Linked DNA regions of Mus musculus: all the other regions are linked to region 1. The links are chromatin contacts, called in public promoter capture Hi-C maps. All regions are on one chromosome and are shown on one strand. The core of a region is the stretch at or near the end of the contact, and the rest is flanking DNA. Distances in the headings are between cores, read along the strand shown. Region 1 holds the start of Brd3os (bromodomain containing 3, opposite strand). Region 2 holds the start of Sapcd2 (suppressor APC domain containing 2). Region 3 holds the start of Npdc1 (neural proliferation, differentiation and control 1).

The links. Promoter capture Hi-C pulls out the DNA fragments that hold promoters and counts their contacts. Capture Hi-C pulls out chosen DNA fragments and counts their contacts.
Region 2: a promoter capture Hi-C map of liver shows a contact between it and region 1, with 4 times the contacts expected there. The contact joins the promoter of Sapcd2 here to the promoter of Brd3os in region 1. A contact is called at or near these places in 3 of 39 promoter capture datasets (hippocampal neurons, liver and pre-B cells).
Region 3: a contact with region 1 is called in a promoter capture Hi-C map of adipose tissue, with 2.9 times the contacts expected there. The contact joins the promoter of Npdc1 here to the promoter of Brd3os in region 1. A contact is called at or near these places in 1 of 39 promoter capture datasets (hippocampal neurons) and 1 of 9 other capture datasets (adipose tissue).

The regions. Positions count from the first base shown.
Region 1 is chr2:27,440,929-27,444,415 of GRCm38.p6, forward strand. Brd3os (bromodomain containing 3, opposite strand) reads left to right here and starts at 1,508. Exons shown (of 2, transcript NM_001360791.1): 1 at 1,508-1,886; 2 at 2,000-3,293. The coding sequence starts at 2,455. The coding sequence ends at 2,709.
Region 2 is chr2:25,370,531-25,374,017 of GRCm38.p6, forward strand. Sapcd2 (suppressor APC domain containing 2) reads left to right here and starts at 1,505. Exons shown (of 7, transcript NM_001081085.2): 1 at 1,505-2,468; 2 at 2,886-2,987. The coding sequence starts at 1,901.
Region 3 is chr2:25,401,318-25,404,804 of GRCm38.p6, forward strand. Npdc1 (neural proliferation, differentiation and control 1) reads left to right here and starts at 1,733. Exons shown (of 9, transcript NM_008721.4): 1 at 1,733-2,048. The coding sequence starts at 1,937. Entpd2 (ectonucleoside triphosphate diphosphohydrolase 2) reads left to right here. Exons shown (of 9, transcript NM_009849.2): 9 at 1-6.

The DNA.
Region 1 (3,487 bases), core at 258-2,757:
GTAGCCTTGGTTGATCTGAAACTCATTGACTAGACTAAGCTGGCCTCAAACTCAGAGATCTGCCTGCCTCTGCCTCGAAAATTCCTGCCACCACCATCCCACCCTGCTCCTTTTCCAACACCCACTGATGTCAATATTCTTAACTGGCATCGGACTAAAGTGTGAAAATAGAACTTATGCAGAAAAATGATGGACACGGGGTCACAGTGTTTGGTCGGGTGTAATAGGAGTGTATGCTGAATTTTCCTGGGGCTTTAGGACAATTCAAATGAGCAGTATGTGGAATGGCGGAATTTCGCAGCTACTTTTGAAATGATGCATCCCACACCACATTAAATAAATTGAAAACAAATGTGCCCATCATCTGAGTGGGATGTCAATAATAACAGCAATAGGTCTGAGAAGGAAACTGCACAAAGAAAATAAGGACTGAAGACAAAGCTTAGCCTTAGAGCACTTGCCTAACATGCCCAAGGCCGTGGCGTCAAACTCCAGACCACAAAAGCTCCAACCCAAACATAAAATTAATCCCAGCACTGTGGGAAGCAGAGGCAGGTGGATTTCTGAGTTCGAGGCCAGCCTGGTCTACAAAGTGAGTTCCAGGGCAGCCAGGGCTATACAGAGAAACTCTGTCTCGAAAAAACAAAAAAAGAAAGAAAGAAAGAGAGAGACGGAGGGAGGGAGGGAGGGAGGGAGGGAGGGAGGGAGGGAGAGAGAGAGAGAGAGAGAGAGAGAGAGAGAGAGAGAGAGAGAGAGAGAAAGAAAGAAAGAAAGAAAGAAAGAAAGAAAGAAAGAAAGAAAGAAAGAAAGAAAGAAAGAAAGAAAGAAAACCTCAGAAACCATGTTAGGATCGAGAACTGGGAAGGTGCCTAATGCTAACTCCTAATCCCTCTTCAGCATCTCCTCCAGGTTTCCTAGCCGCTCCTCACCCTCCATGCTCCTCCTTACAATGCCCCCAAGCTCTTCTCCCCAGCTCTTAGCCCCATCTCCCTCCCAGTCCTGACTCCAGAGTGTCTTCCCCAGGCTCCTTTTCTATCCTGGCTTCTCCCTTTGTGTTTACCACCCCCTCCACTCTGCAATGCCCACTCTGCTTCCCCCAAACGCCTCTTCTTCCTCTGCCTCTTCAGGCTCCTCCTCTCAATCCTCATCCTCTCCTCCCTAGCTCTGTCTTCTCCTAGCATTCCTTTCATGCTCCCCCCTCCAGAGCCTCCCCATCTCCTAGATTCTTCCCCCACTACACACTCCCAAATTTCTCGGGATCCTCCTCTCTCTCCACTCTCTCCTTATCCTGGATCTCGCTCTGCCTCTTTCTCCGGCTCCTCCTCTCTTCAAGCTCCTCCCCTCTCCCTTTTCTCTGGATCTCCTCCTCCCCCTATTCTCTCCGCCCCCTAACCTAAGTTCTCTCCAAGCTCCCCCTCCCACTCCAGTCCTTCCCCTTTCCTTCCCCACCGCCCTCTGGACGCTCCTCCTCTCCCTCTAGGTCTTTGGCCCCGCCCACAGAATGATCGATGTGTCCGTCTGCAGGCTGGTCCTCGGTGCTCGGCTCGCCACGCCTGCGACGCTGCCATGGAGACGTAGCCGCGGCCTCCTGGCTCTGCCCGGGACCTGGATCCCTTGCGTCAGCAGGCCCACGCGTGTCCGCGAGCGCCGGTGGCAAAGTCTGCTTCGCTGGAGCATCCGGGCAAGCGGTGACTTTGCTGGCCGCTGGGGCGTAGGGCTCGCATCCTTCCTCCTTCCAGTAGCTCTCTACTCCATAGCTGAGGACCGCTTCTCTCACCAGCGGAGAGGAGACCCTGGGACCGCCAACCGTCTGTGGGTTATTAAGGGACCTGCGATTGTCCATCCGCCTCATCCTTCCGCTCAGCTCAGCTCAGCAAGCTGCATCCGTGAGTAACCTCGCTTGAACACTCTGGCCCATAGAGGCTGCTCCTGGTGGTGAGGCCCATGCTGGGCCTGTCCCCGACTCCCCTCCCCTTCCGACAGTTTCTTCCCTTTGTAGTGTCACCCTTGGTAAGAGTGGAAGACTGGCTAGAAGAAAGGACCTGAACCAACGCTTAGTCCACATCCCCATTGTGTTTTGAGCGGGGTGGACAGGCCAGCCCCTGCTGCAGACACCCTGGATACATCTCTTTGAGCTCAGCAGTATTGCAGCGGCAGTGGACACCTGATAAGCTTCCCAGGAGTGGTGTGGAGTCACTGTCAACACTAGAGCACTTTGTCTGGAATGGCTCTCACGTGGCTCCTGAATGGTCAGAGATGTGTCTTGGATTCTCCTGCCCTCCTGAGGATCTTGCCTATGGAAGGTCTAAGTTACCTACTTTCACTATTAAGTTGAACAAGGACTCCCAAACCCAACAGCCATCAAGGTTGTTGGCCAACTAGTTACAAAGCACAGCAGCCGGCTGTTCCTGGCCTAGGAGGAAAGCCAGGTGTGCAGGACGCTGGGCCTGTGGGATGAGTGGGCGAGTCCCGCTGGCAGAAAAGGCCCTGTCAGAATCCTATGCCCGCCTCCGGTACAGGGATACGTCCTTGCTCATTTGGCAACAAGAGCAGCAGAAGTTGGAGTCTGTACCACCTAGTACATACCTGAGCAGAAGCCGCAGCATGTGGTACTCCCAGTATGGAAATGAGGCCATCTTAGTTCGAGACAAAAACCAGCTTGGGGTCTCTAGGGACACTGGCCAGTCTAAGTTTTGCTCAATCATGTAATTCCAGGGAGAAGACCCTTGATGGCCATGAAGATCAAGCCGTGGTATAAAAACGCAACACCCAAGAATGTCATCCAACACTTTATTAGGGGCACAACAGGTACCTAGATGCTCCTCTCACTGCCCAAGCCCAGGAAATGCTTCCAAACAAAAGGGAAGCAAGAGAGACACACACCCCGACCCTCACCTGCTGTGAGCTGCTGCCTGATATAGAATGGATCAGGTCCAGGGTAAGGAGGTGACTCTTCTTGCAGGGTCCCAGATCTGTCAGCTCACTGCAGTGGCATGTGAAAGGGGGGCAGTGCTGGTAGTGACATTACTGCGTTGTGATAGCATCCACACTAGCCACCAGATGTGGCCTCTTATATAGGTGTGTCCTTAAGCAAAATGTGCCCCGAAGTGATTCCAAGCCTAATCGAGTGTGGGGAAAGTGGATTCTGATGGTGACGAATCGGATCCTCTCTTCTACCAGGCTGCGAAGGCACTCATTTAGAGGCTAGCACTTCCCCCCCCCCCCATGGCTATGCAAATGTGGGGATGCATTTTGTCAAAACTGAGCTTTCTAAATAAACATCTTAAAAACTCTTCCCTTTCTCATTTTTCTTGTGTAAAACCTTACTCAGCTTTCTAAAATAACAGTAATGGTGACAGTGGTTGCCGAGAGCCACTGTCCAAGGGTTTGCACGTCTCCTCACTCTGCACTGTGTTGTCAAACTGCTCCAGAGGCACCAACCCTCCCCGTGCACCTTGCTCTGCCCACTCATCAGGCAGATGACACC
Region 2 (3,487 bases), core at 255-2,754, 2.1 Mb before region 1:
GACATGTAAGGTAAAAACATTTAAGATTTGGGGGCAGGGGCAGAGGAAACAGGTGCCTGGGCTAAGTCTGAAGGGTTCATAGCAATCAATCAATACATAATCAATAGAGGTTAGCCCTCTTCATGTAGCCCAGGGCCTGGAAGAAAGGGAGCATGGATGGACACCCTGAGGACTAGGCAAGACAAGAAGTAATTAAAATATGAGACATCAGAGGGTCTTTGACCAGGTCTGTCCCCAAAAGGGTAGCTAAGGTCCATGGAACTCTGGGCCCACTAAAAATACCTTACTATGAATGAGCCACAACTTTGGGTGAGATGGGTGTGGTAGAGTACACCTTTAGTCCCAGCACTTGGGGGGCAGAGGCAGGCAGATTTCTGAGTTCGAGGCCAGTCTGGTCTACAGAGTTAGTTCCAGGACAGCCAGGGCTACACAGAGAAATGCTGTCACAAAAAACCTGTCTCAAGACAAACAATCAAACAAAAACAATTTTGAATGAGCAACTCCTAGAAAGGTGGAACCAGGGAAGTTGGGCAGGGAAGTTGCTTCCACAACTTGAGACACGTGCCCTATTGCCAGAGGCTTTCCCAGATGAGCTGGAGTGAAGTTCTGAGTTAAAGGGTCTGTCTGCAGGCATTCAGAAGGGTCTCTCTGTGTTTAGAAAGTGCAGGCAGCAGTTAACAGGTGGGCTGTTCTCAGTGGCTACATTTGTCTCAGTGACACCCAGGAGTTTGGGAATGTAAGCATGTGTAGGCATAGAGAACAGGCAAATGAATTGGCGGAGGGGGGGGGCATCCTAAGGATCTCCCTGGTCTCCAGGGGGTGCTCCTGCCAGCCCTGAGACGGGCTTCTGGGTTAAGACTGCAGCAGGCTAAGGCCTAGATAGAAGGGCCGAGTGGTCCCACTGCAGAGCTAGGCCAGGGCTGTGAGGGCCAGATTGACAGCTAGAGATGTCCCTTAAAAGGGCCAGATAGCCGGGCGTGGTGGTGCACGCCTTTAATCCCAGCATTCCGGAGGCAGAGGCAGATGGATCTCTGAGTTCAAGGCCAGCCTGGTCTACAGAGTGAGTTCCAGGACAGCCAGGGCTACACAGAGAAACCCTGTCTCCTAAAAAAAAAAAAAAAAAGGGCCAGAGCAGGGTCCCAGGACCAGAGCACCAATGGAGTTGGTCACCGGATGGGCATCTGGGGACAGAAGACAACTTGGCTTTGTCCTATAGTTGGCAGGACAAGACAGACTGTCCCAAAGGACCAAAGGTAGAGTTGGCAGTTGTTGGGACAGAGGCCTCAGTGAAGGAGAGCGCCCAACTGTCTGGAGCCTATAATCCTCTTGGGGCGTTCTTAATGCAAGAGAAGGGAGCCCCAGAGTCAATCGGCGCCTGGCCCCAGGGGACCCTCAGTGTAAAGGACCGAAGTGAGCAGGAGGGGCTAGACATTCTATCCTTACTTGTGAGGCTACTTGGGGTACAAGATCCGTGAAGGGCCCCAAGCTCCGCCCCTCAGAGAAGTGCCTGGGAAGGCGGAGCGCACATGAACCAGAGAAAAGGCTCTACCGAGGCAGGAGGGATGGTGGACGTGGAGACAGGGGGATCGTGGGCAGCAGCGGTAAGAACTCTGGCTGGTTCTACCCGTTTCTCGTTAAGTCTCCCAAGGGCCGGATGGTGTGGGCGCCCGCCCCTAGTGCAGGAGAAATCAAACTGGGACTGGTGGCTGCGGAGCCAATCCCGGAACAGATGGGCCAGTTTCGACCAATAGCCGCTGAGAATATTAATGAAAGCTGACGCGGCGGCGACCAGCTCTTCATTCAAAAACAGCAGCTATTGTCGCCGTGGGGAGCGCGCGCCGCCTTGCAGGTTCTGCCATCTGGTCTTGCGGGGACCGACGCGGGTGGAAGCTGGGCGCCCATGGCCGTGGCAGCGATGGCCGAGCGTGGCCGCCTATCGCACGCTGCGCCCGCTCCTAGTACAGAGGGGCTACCGCGAGCCTTTCTCCAGAGCCTGCGCACCCTCTTCGACATCCTGGACGACCGGCAACGCGGCTACGTGCACCTGCGGGAGATCGAGTCCCGCTGGCAAGGTGCAGACGCACGCGAGCTGCCGTGCGGCGTGCTCGAGGGCCTGCGCCAGGTGGCCCCGGCCAATGGCTACCTGACCTTCGAGCGTTTCGTAGCGGGCTTGCGCACCTCGCTGCTGAAAGCCGACGGCGGCCAGCGGGATCAGGCACGCGTCGCGGCCCGGCCTGGGGACCAGTCGTCCCTGCAGCAGCGCCTGATGTTCGCACCGGCCGATGAGCCGCGGACTGTCCTGGAGAGAAAGCCTCTGCCTCTGAGTGCGTGCCCTGCTTCTGGTGGCCCCAGTGGCACCTCCCGGAACCCTGAGCTGTTATGTGTCCCGGTGGAGGCGGCGTCCTGCCCCACAGAGACCGAGCGGCCCCTGAGCAAGGCGCTGGAGCAAATCCCCAGCGCGGATTTGGGTGAGTTTGGGTCCCTAGTCACACCTCGTAATTCCAGGGACTTGTGCTAGAAACTGGAGACCCACAGGGTCTTGTCAGAGGGGTGGAGATGGGGACGACTGTGAGCAGCCTCTTAAGGAAGGTTGGGGCCACCTGGGTGGAAAGGGGCTTTGGCCTGTGCCTAAGTGCTGAGGTAAGGGCAGAGGCCCGATACCAGGGCCAAGGGCTGATAAGTGACTGATAACTCAGGAGACGCCCAGTCTGTCTCAAACCTGAGCTAGGCATTGGAGCGTCTGTGGCCGTGAGAGAAGGCATCAGCCTGCTGTACCTGCTCTAGACCTGGGGACATCTGGGTCTTCATCTTCATTTCTGCGTGGCTGCTTGTGAACGTTTCTTCTTAAAAGTGCTCATGCTCTCATGCCCTAACCTGTCCTGAAGGCTCTTCTCAGTGTGACACCCTGCAGAGACAACCCGGCCTGCTTCTCCACCCAGGAGGCAGAGGAGGCAGCACAGGAGCACCTAGCACAAGTGCTGAAGAAGGTTGGGTGTATGTATGATGGTGTGTGTGTGTGTGTGTGTGTGTGTGTGTGTGTGTGTGTGTGTCCCACAGCACCTGCTGTGCTGTGCTGCTGCAGATACACTGCCAGACACAGACCAAAGTCTCTGGGGAATCCAGCAGGCTTCTCTCCCTCCTTCCGGTCTAGTTGGCTGGGACAGGAGACTGTTGAATAGCCCCCTGTCTGCCTTGAGAACAGGACCTGCATTATGCCTGAGCCTGGAGGCAGGTTCTCAGGAATCTAAGCCCCTCTTCCAACCCTGTTCCCCATTTATCCTGTGCACTGCCCTGTCAGGGCTGCCCACTCATGGCAGCTGCCAGTTCATTTTAGTACACAGAGGGACAGAGACAGAGAGAGACTGGGCTCTACTTGCGGTTCAAGCCTTGACTCCCTGTTCTTGTGGAAGGGGAAGCTTCTAGGCATAGCTGGTTATCTTGGTGGCTGTGAGTGTGAAGTCAGCCCTGGCATGGGACTGTATATAAT
Region 3 (3,487 bases), core at 483-2,982, 2.0 Mb before region 1:
AGCAGTGAAGTGTCCATAGGGTGGGGCATCATTTGTTGCTCGTTTCTCCTGCCAGCTGTGTTGGCTATTCGGATAAAACCTGGTTCCAAGTCAGTACTTTTCTTGCTTCCTCCCTTTCTGTACCAGATCCGAGGTAATGGAGGCACTCCTACCTACACTGGTCTGGGGTTGTCCCTGAGTCTGAGTTTTCTCTGACTCAGAGAACCCTTGATGACATCCGTAGGAATTGAGGCTGCACTCCAAGTCCTCCCCCCCCCCAACTTATACTTGAAGTATCAGTAGACCTAAAGATCAGAGGCACTTGCATCCCACAGCCTAAGTTTCTGTAGGTGGAAAAGCGTGGCCCCGCTGGGCGTGGTGGCACACACCTTTAATCCCAGCACTCGGGAGGCAGAGGCAGGCAGATTTCTGAGTTCGAGGCCAGCCTGGTCTACAAAGTGAGTTCCAGGACAGCCAGTGCTATACAGAGGAACCCTGTCTCGGGAAAAAAAAAAAGCGTGGACTTCTCCCTTGCTTCTTTTATGGAAAATTAGCTCAGACTATTTCTGTTCAGTCAATGCCTCTTGAGGGCTGGGTTGGGATGGTAGCCGCTAGTGAGCGCATGCGCGCACGCACGCGCGCGCACAGAGAGAGAGAGAGAGAGAGAGAGAGAGAGAGAGAGAGAGAGAGAGAGAATCATTTGATAAATGTATAAACCTGCACTGACAGCCTCCTCTTTAAGTTTGTGAGCCTGAAGGACGGGAAGAAGTGGAGGGCTGAGGAACTCAACCTTGTTCTTTTCTCTGTGTGTGGTGTTTGTGTTTTTTGCATGTGACAAGGGTCTCTGTGTAACCTTGGCTGTTGTCCTGGAACTTACTTTGTAGACCTGGCTGGCCTTGAACTTACAGAGATCTGCTTGCTTCTGCCTCCGAGTGCACCACCATCGTCCAGGCCTGTTTTTCATTCTTAAGATAGGGTCTCATTATATATTCATGACTGTCCTGGAACTCGATATGTAGACTAGGCTGGTCTCAGCATCTTGAGAGATGGGATTAAAGGCAGGAACCACCACACTGATCTTCAACATTGCCTTCATGACTCAACCAGGGGGAGGTCTCTGGCGGGGGTGGAGTGTGCTCAAAGGGGACTGCACATGAATGGTGATCACCAGGCACCATGCATGTTCCATGTTGTGTGACTCAAGGGAGCTGAAAGCCATTACCTGGGATCATGACCACCTTGGACAGCTCCCAGACAACTGTCAACTACGTCAAGTTACTCTCGCCCCCTGGTGGTACCATTCGGGAGCGAGTCTGGCTTGATCTTGTGAGCCTCTTGTATGCTTTTCTTCCTGGTTTTAGAAAGCCCGGGCACGTCTCTGAGTACACCTGTATATCTCTATACACCTCTTTATCCTTTGTGGGATACATTTTGCAAACCTGCAACAGTCAGCCTAGTCTACATAGCCAGGATTTGTCCCTGGTGTTCCCCTAGTCTAAGGTCCTCCATTCTAACAGGGTGAGTGGTGAGGGTTTGGCAGTCGGACCACTAAGAAGAAGGCGTGCATCCTGGGACGCCCACCGTTAGTCAATTCCAAGTCAGATTCTTGGGTAATGAATGAGGAGGCATTCTGCTGTAGAGGCTAGAGGGCCCGAAGCACTCAGACGCCTGACAAAAGGGGACCCCCCAACAGGATGCAGAGGGAGGGGGCTCAGACTAGAGGAGATGTCCCGCCCCCGCAGGTGGAGCGCGCAGGCGCACTCCCGACACTTTTCTCTGGCCGCCGCGCCTCCATCCCATCCCGGATCCATTGCCGCAACGTCAGCGCCACCGCCTCCTCTTTTCCTCTTCCTCCTCCGCCCCTCTCGCTTCCCGGCTTCTCCAGTCGCAGTTCCCGGAGTGGGTACCGAGCCCGGGGCCGTGGGGTGCCATGCTGCCCGGGTAGCGGCGCTGAAGCATGGCGACGCCCGTCCCTCCGCCTTCCCCGCGGCACCTGCGGCTGCTACGGCTGCTGCTCTCCGGCCTCATCCTGGGAGCGGCCCTGAATGGTGCCACCGCCCGCCGCCCGGGTGAGCGAGCGCTCTGGGCGCAGGCTGTTGGGTGCTCCGGGGCTGGGATTGCGGGGCGGAGAATCCTGCCCCCGGCGCCGCCCTGGTTTTCCCTGCCACCGCCCCGGCCTTACCCAGGCCCACAGGCCAGGCAGGCCCGGTCCGCTGGGCATGGATTGGGTAAACAGGTCAGGCCCGTTGAAGGCCATGCTAGATGAATCTTCTCTCAGGTCCTTGGAGGCGAATGTAGATTTCACGCGCTTTGGGTCTTTGTCTCTGGGTCCCTGAATCAGTCTGGTGTGTGTCTTTGGGTCTGCAGCCATCTGGTTTCTGGTGGCCCATAAGTGGGATCCTGTGTCTTTGTTTGTGTGTCTCTGGGGCTTCCCGTTGGCAGGGTTGTTCTTGGGGTCTGTGGGCCTTGCATGTCAGCCCTGTCGTTCGTTCGTGTGTGTGTGTGTGTGTGTGTGTGTGTGTGTGTGTGTGTGTGTGTGTGTAGAGGGGTTCCCATGGAAGGTCTTAAGGGTTCCAGGTCTAGGGTCTTGTTCCAACTTAGTGGGGTCAAGCTGCCCCATCCCCTGCCCTGAAGGACATGCACCACTGTCCTCTGGTCTGAGGTCTGTGTAGTGACTGTTTAGAAGAGTGTGACTCCCTGACTGGGAGAACATTTTCTCTTTTTTTTCGAGATGGTTTCTCTGTATAGCCTGGCTGTCCTGATCTCACTCTGTAGACCAGGCTGGCCTCAATGCCTGCCTCTGCCTCCCAAGTGCTGGGATTAAAGGCATTCACCACTACTGCCTGGCTCTGGGAGAACATTCTTGACAGATGGGTCCTGAAGCCACAGGATCCAAATTGTATCTCCCCGAGGGGAGTGAAGTGGGAGAGGTTGCCCATATGTTCACTGAGTTCTTCTGGAACTATGTGTGGGAGCTGCTTTGAGCCCAGCTTACAGATGAGGAAGCTGAGGGCATGGAGAGGTGACTGGTACGTGGACTCTAACAAGATCGGTCTGGATATGGGACCTTAAGAGCTGGGCAAGCAACCCAGGAACTGGACTGAAGGTTGGCATGACTGGAAGAGACTCTTGAGGAGGGTGGAGTTCCAGACTGGGCCTTACCAGAGATGCCAAATAGCCTGCCTCCCTGGTGGACACCCTTCATGGATGGGACTAAGGCACAGTACTGAAGCCCTGGGCATGTGCTGGCCTCTGCCCACTGGCCTCTATAGCTGAATGCAGAGACTTGACATGGCCCATACTAAGCGTCCCCTTATCACACCTAGTGCCCAGGAAGGGCCGGTAGCCTAGCATGGTTAGAAAAGCAGATACTCTGCAGCTGCCATTGGTTCTGAGACCCAGGCTGGAGAGGGACTTTCTATCCAAGATAAAACAGTAGGTTGGTGGGCTAAGGAGGCCCTACAGCTCAAAGCCAGCATTGTGCTACACCTCTAGTATAGGTCTGACT